Linked DNA regions of Mus musculus: region 1 is linked to region 2. A link is a contact called in public Hi-C data. All regions are on one chromosome and are shown on one strand. The core of a region is the stretch at or near the end of the contact, and the rest is flanking DNA. Distances in the headings are between cores, read along the strand shown.

The links. A called contact is a pair of places that touch in the nucleus more often than the background predicts.
Region 1: a Hi-C map of the N1E-115 cell line shows a contact between it and region 2, with 4 times the contacts expected there. The contact joins two enhancer-like sites. A contact is called at or near these places in 3 of 39 promoter capture datasets (the C10 cell line and liver), 1 of 484 Hi-C or Micro-C datasets (the N1E-115 cell line) and 5 of 115 datasets of contacts at active chromatin or transcription factors (embryonic basal ganglia, embryonic stem cells and memory CD8 T cells).

Annotation. Positions count from the first base shown.
Region 1 is chr15:101,141,962-101,149,174 of GRCm38.p6, reverse strand. Acvrl1 (activin A receptor, type II-like 1) reads right to left here. Exons shown (of 11, transcript NM_001277257.1): 11 at 3,839-5,832. The coding sequence ends at 5,698. Among named protein-coding and RNA genes, the nearest start is that of Acvrl1, 17 kb to the right of the region's middle. Within about 2 kb of position 2,509, at least 296 of the 459 cell types and tissues checked have an H3K27ac peak or open chromatin away from gene starts, as enhancers often do. A contact at or near this core is called in the N1E-115 cell line, where this site is marked.
Region 2 is chr15:100,836,877-100,844,088 of GRCm38.p6, reverse strand. No RefSeq gene overlaps it. Among named protein-coding and RNA genes, the nearest start is that of Gm35569, 6.5 kb to the right of the region's middle. Within about 2 kb of position 5,083, at least 25 of the 459 cell types and tissues checked have an H3K27ac peak or open chromatin away from gene starts, as enhancers often do. A contact at or near this core is called in the N1E-115 cell line, where this site is marked.

The sequences.
Region 1 (7,213 bases), core at 1,260-3,759, 310 kb before region 2:
TCCCCTGGAAATAGAAGTCATGTAAGCTGCCATGTGGGTGCTGGGGAGTGAACGTGGGTCCTGAGGCAGAGCAGTCAGTGCTTTTAACCAGTGAGCTGTCTCTCCAGCCCCTTTTATTCTGTTTTACTTGTGGTGCTGAGGATGGAACCCTGGGCTCCGTGTGTGCTAGGCAGGTGTTCAATACAGTGCCACAGGCCCAGGGTACTGACGTTCACTTTAAACTTTGAGCACACAGACCTACCCAGTCTATTTATGTGTGCTTGACGGCTTTGTTAAGGAGTTGCATCTGTGGGGAGACAAAAAAAAAAAAAAAAAAAAAAAAGTCCAACGTCCAACATCAAATCGTGGTACCTTCTGTCCCTGAATAAGGACAATTTGAAGCCCAGAAGCAGGCTGAGCCTCCTCACCCACCTGGTGTAACTGCAGGCAGGGCGCTTAGAAAGCAGCCTCTGTAATCTAAACCCTACTTGTTTGCTTTGCTTCTTATTCTAAGCATCTGCCTGAAGCATTTGTCCTGAAGGATCACAGGTTCCAAATTAGTCAACTGGAAATTAGCGAGACTTCCCATCAGTAACCCCGAGAATAAAATGATGGGGAAAAAAATCTACTAATTAGAGACCAGCCAGCAGCCACTAAAGCACAGCTTTGATCCAGGCCTCTGAGAAAAGGGCAGACAAGATCTCAGATGGAACCCAACCTGTGGGGCAGTACTTTCTGTGCCTCGGCCCTTGCCCCTGGACTTGGGGTTGGGGGGACCCGGCACTCAGTGCTTCCTGCTTCCAAAGCTCCTCTCCCAGGGTTCTGAGAACTATGTAAGACTTCGGGCCAAATAACGGGAGTCTCCAAAATAGGGAGTGGAGGTGGGGGCCTGTTTTCTGCGCAGTTCTGGGAAATGGTTGCGGGGTGGGGGTGGGGGGAAGGGGTGTGTGGCATCAAGCAGGAAGAGGGGTAGCAAAGGCAGACCTAATGCCCGCCATACCCTAGCCTGTCGACTTCCTTTTTCATCTCTTTATCAGTGTTTGTAACTAAGCTTCTTATCAACAGGAAACGCCTGCCTGAAGGGATGAGGCAGGTCCAGGGGAATTGGATGCCAGAGACTGGGAATTCTGGGTAGTGCCTTGCTGCTGATCAGCCTAACTGAGCTGTCTTGGGATTTCCAGAATCCAGACGCATTGCTCTGGCATTCAGCGAAAGCTGTACTGTATACTCCAGCAGGGGCCCCGGGCTTGAGTGTTTACAGGAGGGAGCCCAGAGAAGAAGTCCAGTCCTGAGCCTCAGTGACCAAGGACAAGTCACTATAAAGTGGGAATTCTTTTAATCGCCAGCCTCACTTCTTCTCAGAGGAGAGGCCAAAGACCTGCCAAGGTCGTAAGCAACTCGGTGACAGTCATCCCAACCAGTCCTAGTGAAGGGCACAACTCTAGGTCAGCCAGGTACTCAGCACAGACGTGATGCAGGAGAGTGGTGGACTGCAGGTTAGCGCTGTTCCCCTATTGCAATTATCTGGGGGACAAGCAAGTCAATCTAGGTGGCTCAAGCCCAAGTTATCTATTTATCTGTCTAACCGTCTTCCTCCTCCTCTTCCTCCCTTTCCTCCTCCTCCTTCTCCTGCTTTGAAACTGTCAGAAGTCTGAACACTCAGACAGGCAGTTCTGGTGGCAGAGGAAGGAAGGGAGCTGGGGTACTTGAATCCTTCGTCCTATCTGCCGCTATCAGTTGCCCTTGGGCAACCGCAACCGGCGGAGGGGCTGTTGGTGATGGAGGTGATAATCTAGTATGCCCTGGCTTCTCGCCGCCACTGTGTCTCCCTGGGCAGCCCTCCCCTTCTTGTGTTCCTGCAGCCGGGGATGTAGGTCAATAGGAGTGGGTGGGTGAGAAAGAACAGAGACTCATCCAGACATGACACCCCTCAGGGCAACAGTGGTAACACTTGAACCTGGAAACTGCCTGAAAATAGACAGTGTGTCTATGACATTATGCAAATTGTATGCAAAGTCGAGGAGCCCTCTGTCTCTATTTCTAGCAAACGGAATGTGGTCCTGGTAGAAGCAGCAGCTTGTTTCAAGAGTCGCCCACCCGGAGCGATGACTGCACAGTTACCATCAATCCCAGCCCTGGGACACTGGACTGGGCACACAAACCCCTACCCTATCCCAGAGTAGGCTTCAATGCATGCAGATTTTGCCATCTTTTGGGCTGCCATTTCTTTATTCCGTTTGTATCCCTGACTGACCTCTGAAATCATCTTGTGGCTAAGGATAACCCTGAAATCCTGATCCTCCTGCCTCCACCTCCCAGGTGCTGGGATTGTAGGTATGCCTGGCTACACCTGGCTTTGGGATGCTGATCTTAATGCAAGGGGTAAGCCAGGGGAGGCATTGCTCCTTCCTCACAGGCTAGGGTGAGGTAGGACTGAGAGAGGATGGAGTCTGGGAAGGAAAGGAGCTGTCCATGAAAGCCGGGGTACCAAGAGGCCTTGGCAGAGGAAGGGCTGAGCGTCAGTGTCAAGGCTCAGGCTGCAGGGGCCACCCTCACTCCGTTTTGCATGCCCTACCAACCATACCCTCTCAGGGAGGGATAGAAATGCTTCCTCACTTTTTATATGTAATAAGGAAGTTGGAGGCTGGGGTCACCGCAGGAAATCAGAGCAAAGAGCAGAGAGGCTTGCGATTTCTCTTTCTTTTCCCCCAAGGCAGTAACAGCATGTGCAAGTGGCCAAGAATTTGGGTCCTAGTAACCTCGAAAGATTCTCTTCTAACAGCATGGTGACGGGTCAGTCCTGCCAGATCCTGTCCAGCCCACACGGAACTCTTGCACGGCTGTTTTCCCGCTGCCCTTTTCCCGGTCCTCAACCACACTGTGGTCATTTAGGGGCCTGGCCTGCCAGGCTGTGTGGACTCCAGGGGAAGGAAAGGTGGGAGAATGGGAATGCTATTAGTGTCACCATCCTCTGAGGGCTCCCTTCAGAGTCCTCGGGAAAGGTCTTGTCTGCTGTATGTGCCAGGGAGAGGTCCACGACCCCAGCGCAGAAGGCTGCAGATTTGTGCCCACTTGGGAGGCATGGGGAGCAGACCAAATTGTCAACCGCAGAAGAAACTGGGGCACCCTCCCTGTTTTCCTAAGAAAGGTCCAACACCCTCTTCTTAGAAAGTTTGTATTTCTGGGCTGGATTGAACCAAAAGACTCCTCCCAGCTTCCTTCAGTACGGTCTCCTATTCTCTCTCACCCCTCCAGTGGCACTTTGCTCATAGTTTCTGGGGTGGGGCGGAAGGGGACATGAGGTGTTCTCTGAGATTTCCAGGTAAGGGGAGCTTTTCATTCCGGGGGTGTGGACTAATTGCAGACAAGGGGTGGGGAGCACCTAGGGAGGGAATTAAGAAGGAGCTGAACAGGGAGGGGCGGAGCCGCCTCTGAGTAAGGAAGCACAAAGCTCCTTTGCTAGGTGTGGTTTCCAGGCACAGTCCCTACAGCCCAGAACAGCTGAACGCATGCACGCAAGCACGCACGCTGCGGCAGGGACGGGAAGGAGGGCCCAGGCCTACTGGGAGGAGCCAGCCCGCTGTAGGAAGGGAGCAGGGCAGCCGTGGGCAGCGCATTGGCCAGCAGAGGGCGACGTGGCTGTCATGGATCAGGTTGCTGTCTATCCCGGGTGGGATCTGAAGTTTGAACCTCACTCAGCACGGTTCTAGGTATGGGGGCATTCTAGAGCAAGCCTGTCCCAGGGAAATTTGGTGGTGTGTACTTTGGGATGCTCTACTTCCCATCCCCCTAGGGTTCTCTCTGGACCCCTGCAACTGGACCACTGCGGGGGGGTACTAGCCTGGAAGGCAGCAGAAACTCAGGGGGTCAAACATGGTTTATTGAAGACCTACTACATGCCTGTCACAGGCCAAGTGCTCCCACAAACTGTGTGGTTCCACTCACACACCTGCACTGGGAAGCATTTGAAGATAGTTGTCTCTAGAGGGCCACTCTCCTTGCCACGTTTCCAGTTGTTCAACCCCCCCCCCCCACCTCCACTTAGGATTTCCTGGCCTTGGAGGAGCTACTGTCTTCTGGCTCTGACTGTGGAGTCTGGGGATAAATTTGTTCCCAAGTTCAGTAGAAATAAAATCCTTCAGGCAAGAAAGCGATTCCCTGGCTCCAGTGACGGGAGAACCTTCAGACTTTGCCCCCACTGGTCTGGGGAAAGCCGGACTACTTTCTGTTTTTGTCTCGTTTCACTTCCTGGTTCTCCTTGGTCCTTGCATATTGCTGAAAGACAGGCTTGAGAGAGAGAACAGCGCTGGAGAGCTGGGAGGTCACACTGGAGGAACTCAAGAGGTCGGGGCCTGTGTGGAGCATGATGAACTCTCGCCGTTTCTCCCTTCAGTGGCCAATAGTTTCTAGGCCAGGTCTTCCCAAGATGGAGGCTGACCTTGTCTCTTGCCTGAACCCTGCTTTACCCTTCTTAAGCCTCGCCTACAGTTCACTTCTCTTCAGTCCATCAACCCAGGCTTCAGTTTCACCTGTTCAGTACGTGGGTGAACCCTTCACATTTCTAAATACCAGACTCTCTGTGTTTCTCTAGGCTACGTTCTCCCAAGGCTCACTTTCTGGGGTCTGGCCCAGGGTGTGGGCTTTGGCCAGAGAGTCACAGCCGGGGGTGGGGGTGGGGAGCAGAACCCTGGTTGCTGGAGGCTTCTTGACAGGGGCTAAGTTTCTTTCAGTATTGGAGACCCCAAAGGAAGCCACCCTTGAGCCCTGGGCAGAAGGCCAAGCCGCAGAGGGAGTCAGAAGTTCTTGTACTGCCTGGGTCCTGAGGTGGCTGCTAGCATAGCTTAAGGCAAGAACTGGGGCCTGGAGACTAGCCTAGGGGGCACTTTAGGCCATGCTGGAACCTGGCCGTTATTTACAAACCCCAGCTTGACTCAAGCGACAGCGGACAGGGCATAATAGACAAGACTCAGCTTTCACACAGCCTGAGCTTCAAAGAAAATCAGGCTCTGAGACACCTCAGAGGACATTGAGGCAAAACCTAAGATGGTAAGATGGTGAAGACCTCTCCTATCGAACGGAGCAATGCTGGGTCGATCGCTTCCACCATGATTGACCTTCTCCTCAGAGAGCCCTTGGATTTTGATGACCTAGTGAGTCAGCTGAGATGGTAAGGGGACAGAGGGTGGAAGAGTCAGGTACCGCCTGTCCCAAGAGACTAGCCAGGGGCTCTAATCAGGACAACTAAAAGGCATCATAGAAGCAATAAACACCCACAGAGAGACACTGAGGCTGCTGAGTATCCCTGGCTGAGCCCCGGCAGGTGGAATGTCTGCTGAAGCTGGACAGGGCCCTGTGCCATCCTGGCAGCTCTGACAGTTCAGTAAGGTTGACCAAGGGTAGGGAAGAGTGAAAGCCCAGGATCCGGGCCCGGGATTCCCTGGCTTGGCCACCCTGCCCTGGGAGTGGTAGTGGGTGTACCCTGCTGGCCTTGGGGATGGGGAACCCAGCCAGGCGTCAGAGAGCCGGCCACTTTGAGCAGCCCAGACGGAGGCAGATCGAATTTCAGCTCAGCTGTATTTTTGGCTGGATGGGCTGGGAGCCAAGCTGAGCAGGCACACACAGGGCAGCGTGCACACTCTCTTCACTCCCTCTACCCAGACAGGCTATGTCTTCTGCCCCAGCACACACTTTAGGCAGAGGAAGCCTGGTGGCCCTGGGCTAGTGAATCACTTTGGGCTTCTCTGGATTGTGACTGAGCTTCTGCAATGTCTTCTTTATGCGCAGTGCGGTGAGGCGAGCAGAGGGGTTGGGGTACCAGCACTCTCTCATCATCTGGGCCAGCCCGGAGAGGACCTGGGGGGTTGGGAGAGGAGCAGAGAGGAAAAAGAGGTACATGGGTCAGGAAGATGGAAAGGAGGCCCGGAAATGGCTCAGGATCGGGAGACATAGCAGGAGAAGGGACAGGGAGAGCATGTATTGGACAGGAGGCAAGAGAAGAGAATGGAGCCAGGTGGTGGTGCACACCTTTAATCCCAGCACTTAAGAGGCAAAGTCAGGAGGATCTTTGAGTTCCAGGCCAGCCAGGACTAGAGTGAGAGACAGGATAGCTAGGGTGAGATAGATCCTGTCTTGAAAAACCAAGGGGGGGGTAGAGGGAGGGGGAGGGGAGGAGCTGAGAATGAGGGAGGGAGAAGTGGAAGAAGGTGGCAAAACAAGCAGGAGAGAGCATAGGAGGGTGTGGAGGTCTTTGAGAGCCGCGCAGTGCACGGCCTCTGGTGAGCACCTGTCCCCCACCCCGCCCCCATGGCAGGATCCGCTGTGAAGGGTTTTCCTGCAAGTCTGTGTTGCACCTCTTGCAGCCTGAGACCTAGTGCACAGAGTACCGACTCCCTGCCCCTCCACCAGCCATGACTGAGAGTGAGGCAACGGCGGGCATTGCCCCAAAAGTGCCTGTTTCCCAGAAGGAGCCCATCCTGGGAAGCATAGTGGCCCCTGAACATGGCAGCCTGCCTCCTCTGGTTCCTAAGAGTGAGTATACATCTGTGCGCTGGAAGGTAGCTATGCGGTCTCTTACGTATACACATATACGTTTATTATCTTTTAGTACAAATATGAGTCTTAGTGTAGGCCGGGCACCAAGGTAGCTGGTAGGAATATTAGAATGAGAAGAAGGAGGTGCTTCTTAGAAAAAAGGAGGGGCTGAGCGGGAGAAGGAGGGGCTGAGCAGGAGAAGGAGGGGCTGAGTGGGAGGGGAAAGGATGAGAGACATAATGAGGGGCATATGGTCAAAAATACATTATGTTTGTATAAAATCGAAAGAAGAAATAATTTGTTGTTTGTTTACTTGCTTTTGTTTGTTTGGGGTGTTGAGGCAGGGTTTCTCTGTGTAGCTCTGGCTGACCTAGCACTCACTCTATAGACCAGGCTGGCTTTGAACTCAGAGATCCACCTGCCTCTGCCTCCCATTGCTAGGATTAAAAGCGTGTACCAACATGCCTGGCGAAGAAATAATTTCTTTTAAAAAAAAGGAGTGAGCTGGACAAGGTGTGAAAACCTTTAATCCTAGTTCTCAGGAGGCAGAGGCAGATAGGTGGATCTCCTTGAATTTGAAGTCAGCCTGGTCTACATAGCAAGTTCCAGGCCAGCCAGCACTGCCATAGTAAGTAAGACTCCTGTCCCCAAAACAAAAACAAACTAAACAAAACAAAAAAAGAGCTAAAAACACAGGTTCACA
Region 2 (7,212 bases), core at 3,834-6,333:
CTCTCTCTTTCTCTGACTCTGTCTCTGTCTATGTGTGTCTCTGTCTCTCTCTGTCTCTGTCTGTCTCTGTCTCTCTGTCTCTCTCTGTCTGTGTCTCTGTGTGTGTGTTTCTGTTTCTGTCTTTCTCTGTCTCTCTGTCTCTGTCTCTGTCTCTGTCTGTCTCTCTCTCTGTCTCTTTCTCTCTCTCTGTCTGTCTCTGTCTCTGTCTCTCATGCACCTGCTGCTGCTGCTGCCAATCAGGATGTAGCTCTCAGCTACTTCTTCAGCACCATGCCTGCCTGTATCCCACCACGCTTCCCACCATGATAATGGACTATAACTATAGTCTAAAACTATAAACACACCTCCAATTAAATGCCTTCCTTTATAAAAGTTGTCTTGCTCATGGTGTCTCTTCATAGCAATAGAACAATGATAAGCTATCATCCCAGTGCTGGGGAGGGGAATACAGGCTCCCAGGAGCTCTCTGGCCAGCCAGCATGGTCTATGTTGTGACTCAGGCCAATGAAACACCCTGCTCAAAAAAACAAACAACACACACATATACACACACACAAATGCACACACACAAATACATACACAAATATACATACACATACAAATACACACACAAATACATACACAAATATACATATACATACAAATACACACACAAATACATACACAAATATACATACACATACAAATACACACACAAATATACATACACACACAAATATATATATACACAAATATACATGCACAAATACATACACACATACACAAATATATGTACACACACAAATACATACACTCATACACATGCACACACAAATACACACACACACAGGTAAATGAATAAGGTATTGATCTGTAGTGGCAGAGAGTAAGGAAGGGCTTCTTAAAACACAGGGTAGGATGAGACTCAGTAATAGAACAATTGCCCAGCTTGTGTGAGGTCCTGGGTTCAATCCTCATTACTAAAAGAAAAAAAAAAGTGCCATGACTTAGATGTTTGTGTGTTAGGGATTAGGGTCTCTATGCACAGGCAGGAATACTGGACCTTGAGTTGGCTGATGGTGCAGCCCTTGGAAAGGATGAAAGCATTTCCAGTGTGGCTGGAGGTGTCTGCAAGAGGGCTGTTGTTATGAAAGGCTGATCCTCTTCTGCTCAGGTCCCTGACTTCCTGGTGACATGGTCCCTGTCATATCCTTTGTCTGTCATTCGGTGACAGCCAATGGGGAGCCAGCCCTCTTAGGAATCTGGGGCATGCTGTTAGGATTTCCAGCCTCTATAATGGATAATGTGAGTTGCCAACTTAACTGGATCTGGGATCAACTCAAAGGCAAGCCGGTTGGCTGCCCATAGGGATTTTCCTGCCCTGGTTATTATTTCTTTTTCCAGCCCTGCTCACTTCGGCCCCACTTCGGCCATATGTGGGTACACTGTCACTGTCTTCAGACACAGCAGAAGACGGCATCAGATGTCCATTAAGGATGGTTGTGAACCGCCATGTGGTTGCTGGGAATTGAACTCAGGACCTCTGGAAGAGCAGTCAGTGCTCTTAACCACTGAGCCACCTCTCCAGCCCCTGCCCTGGTTATTTAAAATGAGAGGAGCCACACCAACCTTCTGCCGGCAGTCAGACTCAGTGAGGTCCGACACGGAAAGCTTGGCTTCTGCTTCTTTTCCCTTGTCTTTGCTGGTGAGACAGGCTCATCCTGCTGCCGCTGCCTCTGCCGCTGTCACCTCGATACCACTGCTATCGCTGGATTCCATCCCTGCTGTCACAACCCAAGTTTCTTTAAGGCCAGCAGCTCTCCAGGAATCCCTTAAGCCAGACTGGGGGTGCTGAGGTCCCCAAGCCTCGGGGACTGACCAGCTACTGGGCTCTCTGTTGAGACTGCTACTGTTGGACTGTCCAGACCACACTGTTAGCCTATCTAATACATCCCTTTTGGTATACATCAACTCTATACGGTCTGTTACTCCAGGGAACCCAATGGTCCTTGTCAACCTGACCTAGCATTCCCTGGGGCATGGCTTCTGGGCCTGTCTGAGGGAGAGTGTCTGGATTGCTTTAATGAGGTGGCAAGACATGTCCCCTGAAGATGGCACCATGCCGAGGTTGGCATCTCAGACTCTGTAGAGGCGGGGCTGAGCTCAGTTTTCACTCGTGGGCCTCAGTGATTCTGGTCTGTGATTGGCTCCAGCTGCTGAGGCTTCTGCGCCATGATAGATGGAACAGCTCTGACCCATGAGCCATAATAAGCTGTTCCTTCCTAAGTTGCTTCTGTTAAGCCATTTGATCACAGCAAAAGGAAAAGAAACTCGGTTGGCCTCCACCTCTGCCTGCTTGCAAACCTCTACTCTTTATAAGGTTAGCCTGCCTTGAGCATTTCATTCTATCAACACAAAGTGGACGAATAATGTCAAAGAAACATGGAGGCCAACTTGAAAAACCTCCCAGTGACTGAAGCTAAAATATTTTAGGCAATACGTGGTGGGGTGATTTTTTTTAAGAGCCCAAAAGATAGCCTATAAATGAATCCATACTGGTAAAAATGAATGATTTAACAAATAGATGAGAGCAAGAAACAAATTTTTCTTAAAGCTAAATTGCAAATGATATACAACCTCCTTTTGGAGGTGGAACTTGTGTCCCTCCATGTAAGTGTGGGACTGAGTCACATCCAGATACATCGTGGAAGCAGTGGGTAATGTCTGTGCCAGGGGGGCACTGGAAAACCCTGCGTGGGACAGAAGCTAGCGTCACCAGGGATGCTGTGCGGTGCCATCTCCCGGTAGGATACAATGATCGAGGCACTGCACTTCTGTGCTGCTCTTCCTGAACCGGCAGCCATCGCCTGAGCCTGAGAAACACATCAGGTAGGCCTTTCAGGAGGGACATTCCGCAAAACTCTGCATCTGAACTGCTTTCACTGGGAAAGAAGTTAGAGGTGGAGGCTTGGGTGCCTCCTGAGCTAACCACTGCTCCTGGGGTTCCCGGGCTGCACTGCATACACCGCCCCCTCTTAAGCCAACCGTCTTAGGGTTTTACTGCTGTGAACAGACACCATTACCAAGGCAATTCTCTCCCCACCCCCACCCCGCCCCAAGGCGACTCTTTTTTTTTTCAATTTTTTATTAGATATTTTCTTCATTTACATTTTCAAATGCTATCCAGAAAGTCCCCTATACCCTCCCCCCACCCTGCTCCCCTACCCACCCACTCACACTTCTTCAAGGCAACTCTTATAAAGACAACATTTCATTGGGGCTGGCTTACAGGTTCAGAGGTTCAGTCCATTATCATCAAGGTGGGAACATGGCAGCATCCAGGCAGGCATGGCGCAGGAGGAGCTGAGAGTTCTACATCTTCATTTGAAGGCTGCAAGCAGAATACTAACTTCCAGGCAGCTAAGATGAGGGTCTTAAGCCCACACTTACAGTGCCACATCTACTCCAATAAGGCCACACCTCCAAATAGTGCCACTCCCTGGGTCAAACATATGCAACCATGACACCAAACAAGGACACAGGAGTCACAAGAGGGCTGAGAAACTGTCACCAGCCAGGTGGCCACAGAGATGGATAATTAAATGCTAATTTAGATTGTATCCACAAACTATAAAAACTGCTGGAGTCCAAATAAATTCTAGAGGTGCTCGTTGGTACCACCCATGCTTTCTCAGTTTCAGCAGAACTGTTATGCAAAACACTAAGCAAGATTAGGGGACTCTATCATCTTTATAACCTTTCTGTAAATCCAAAAGTATTCCCCCAAAGTTTGTTAATATATATATTATATTATATATATATATGTTTGGCATGTATGACATTTGGGAACATATAGGACTGTGGTAGCATTGGGGGTGAAATTGTAAAATAATGAAGGAAATTGGCCTTTGGTATGCAGGGTCATTTGTTGGATTTGGTCAACCCCAGAGACTCCCAGCTTTTTTTTTTTTTTTACATTAATTACACTAAAATGCTCTCACACCCTACATTAAGACCAATTTGCTCTGGAAATTTGAACGAGGGGCATTATGATTTTGGTTTGAAAATTGTGTGGCGATGAGTAATATTTTGTTACAATTGGCTACAATTTCCCAGGAGTCCCCATCTCTACCGGGGAATTCTTATGAAGTGGGAAAAAAAAAATCTAACCCACAAACTCTTTAAAATTGAATGAATATTTAGCACTCAATAAAGTTGGCATAATGTTATGTTTTACTGACATTTAATTAAGCACTATCGATTGCATTTTACCAGACCATATTTTTGCATTTGGACCCAGTTAATGTATTTTGGAATCTTTTGAGATGACGGTCCCCAGGGTGAGTGTGAGGTGCCCCTCAGATCCCTCCAGCCCTTAAGTCTCCCCAGACGTGCCCAGTGACGTCAGTAGCTTCAGGAGTTCCTATTGATCAGCCCTCTCTTCCTCTAGTCTTCTTTTTGCTCCCACTGCCTTTTTTTTTTTTTTAATCTTTCTTTGCTACTTAACAGCATTTTCCATAATGTCGTGGTTCTGAGCTCTGGGCTCGGCTAATGCGCCAACACCCCAAGTGGCTAATGACTCAGTGTCCAGGCAACTTGTTTACATCTTTTAATAGATGTGTTTTAAGTGGGCTTCTTCGGAGATGTGACATTTGAATTCAAAGGACTCCCTTCAACGATGTGAATTTTGCACTTAGTTACATCAGACATCTCTAGGCAGGTGCAAATTCCGTTGGGAGTAAATTTTTTTTAAATATCCTTTCCCCCCTGGGAACTCATAAATTAGTAGAGGAGGGGACGTAGGCTGTGCCTCCCTGAAGCAAGGGCAGGCGCCATTACCAGCAGAAAGCAAAAGAAAGGCTGTGCCCATGGCCAAGCCTTCTTGTAGTTGCAGAGGTGGAGTAGGCTTCCTGAAGATGGTGACTTTTAAAGGGGGACCCTAAAGGTTCGGAGGGGCTTCAGAGCCCTCCGGGTTCCTTCTCTTCTGACCAGATGCTGTTCATGAATTACTCCAGCAGAGGGCGGCCGCACAGAGACCGGCTTCTTTAGCCAAGTCTCCTGTGGGTCTCTGGAAGGCTCTGTGTGGACCACATGGCTTACTATGAAGGACAAGAAGTCGCTCTGTGATATTTAAAGTTGCTTGCTCCCAATTTGGACTCCAGGGCTCCACCTTGTGTTTGCCTGGCGCTGGCGATGAATTTGCATTTTCCATCAATTCCGCGTACTTTTAGGGCAGCCTGGTTACCATCTGTCCAGATTCTACCCCCACCCCCGCCCCCTACATTAACTTCTGAAAGAAGCCAATCTTGCAAGTCTAGGCTGTCTGGGCTGGAGAAGGGAGTAGAGGCCCCTGTGGGTTGTCATGGGAACACGATCAGCCCTCCTTTTTAGGAAATTATGAGCCAGAGTCTAGTCTGTTTGATGTTTAAATTATTTCCTGGTGGGCCAGGTGTGGGGACACCAGTCTGTTGGGGAGGTGGAGGCAAGGGCACTTGGAGAACAAGGTCAGGGCTAGAGAGGAGGCTCAGTGGCTAAGAGTGCCTGCTTCATTCTTGCTGAGGACCCAAGTTCAGTATCCACGTCAGTATCCCCTAGCTCTAGGGAGATCTGATGCCCTTTCCTGGACTCCCCAGGCGACCATACTCACACATGGGCACATAATTAAAATTTTAAAATAAACCTTAAAGCAAGCTAACTAAACCAGAGTTCAAGGTCATGCTTGCCTACATTTTAAAAAAAAAATCTGGAGGAGAAATGAGGCAGTGACTATCTCAGGAAATAACCTCAGGAAAACCCTAAAGAGAGGCTAAACGAGCAGGAAAGGGGTAGAGGCTTTGGCAAGGCAGTGGTAGCACAGGCCTTTAATCCCAGCACTCAGGTGAAGTGGAAATTTAAGGGTTCTTTGGGAAATCAGTTGTGTCGGATGGTGTTTTGCTGGGGCAAACATGTGAAGGAGTGTTTTCCTAAAGTGGACACAGGTGACAGACTAAAGCAGACTCGTGAAGGAATGTTTCATTAAAGCAGACACAGGAGAGAGGATGTCCTGCTAAAGCAAGCACATGAAAGGACGCATGATGAAGGATTCTTCATTAACGCTAATGACAAGCATGTATTGGTCTGCCTTACATTGCATAGTTGAGCTGCATTTGTAGGGACTCCACAGAGAGTAACTTCCGTTGGTGTGCTGCAGTTTCTTGCTGCTTCCGCAGACTCTGGATAATTGGCAGAGTGATGTCAGCGGAGACAGACTCACGTGCTGAGGCAAGACCCATGGAGGACACGGGGACGTTTGGAGGATCCACAAGAGTGGACAGACAGTGACCAAGGCTGAGCTAGCTGTGCAATGACTGTGGGTCTTGCGTCTTCAATGAGAGAGGCATAGCTGAGACCTTTTCCTGGCATTCCTCGGTGTCCCTCCTGCTGACTTGTGCTGAGGCTGAGGTCTGGCTATCTCTGCCACTGCTGCTAATTCATGTTTGCTTGTGAGTGGATGGAGCTGCCGCTGCTGACCTGTGAACTGAACTGCTGATTTCCAGACAACACAGACAGGAGTTGCTACAAAGAACCTTTCTAAACAGGTCCACTCCCCCTCCCCCCCCACCTCCTTCACCCCTCCATCTCCTCCACCCACCCTGTATCTTTTCTTTCCCACTACCTCTGGCGGGTGGTGGGCTAAACGGGAGCTTAAAACATTTAAGCACCATCATTAAAAATAGGTTTTGAAAAAAGTCAAGTTATGAGGGAAGTGGGGGGAGAGGCAGGAGGAGGTGCAAGCAGAAAAGACAATTGTGCGCATGCTCAGTCTTTGCCCTTGCAGGCAGTCTGGATGAGGAGGGAGGGAGTTGCTCTCAGATAAACTGATGGTATATGTGGGAGGGTCCTCCCCAGAATCTGGACACAACTTCCTTGAAGTTCTTGGTTTTCTTGAAGTATACTTCACTGACAGCTACACAGGCAGCATGTGTACCCCTAGAGACAGAGAACCCGCACATTTTCTCTAATGTTAGGATGCCTAAAGTAGGTCCTAGCCCAGTCTTCTAAGAAGCTGTTCACATTTGGTGGACGACGAGAATCTGGGACCCCCGACAGGGGTAAAGCTGAGAGCTCAGTCTGGTGGGGACCTGGAGAGAGAGAGAGAGACTGCTCATTGGTCACATGACCAGCGCTACCCAACCAAAATCCACAAGGTTCCAAGCACAGTGCGCATGCTCAGTCCTGGGCACGAGTTCAGTT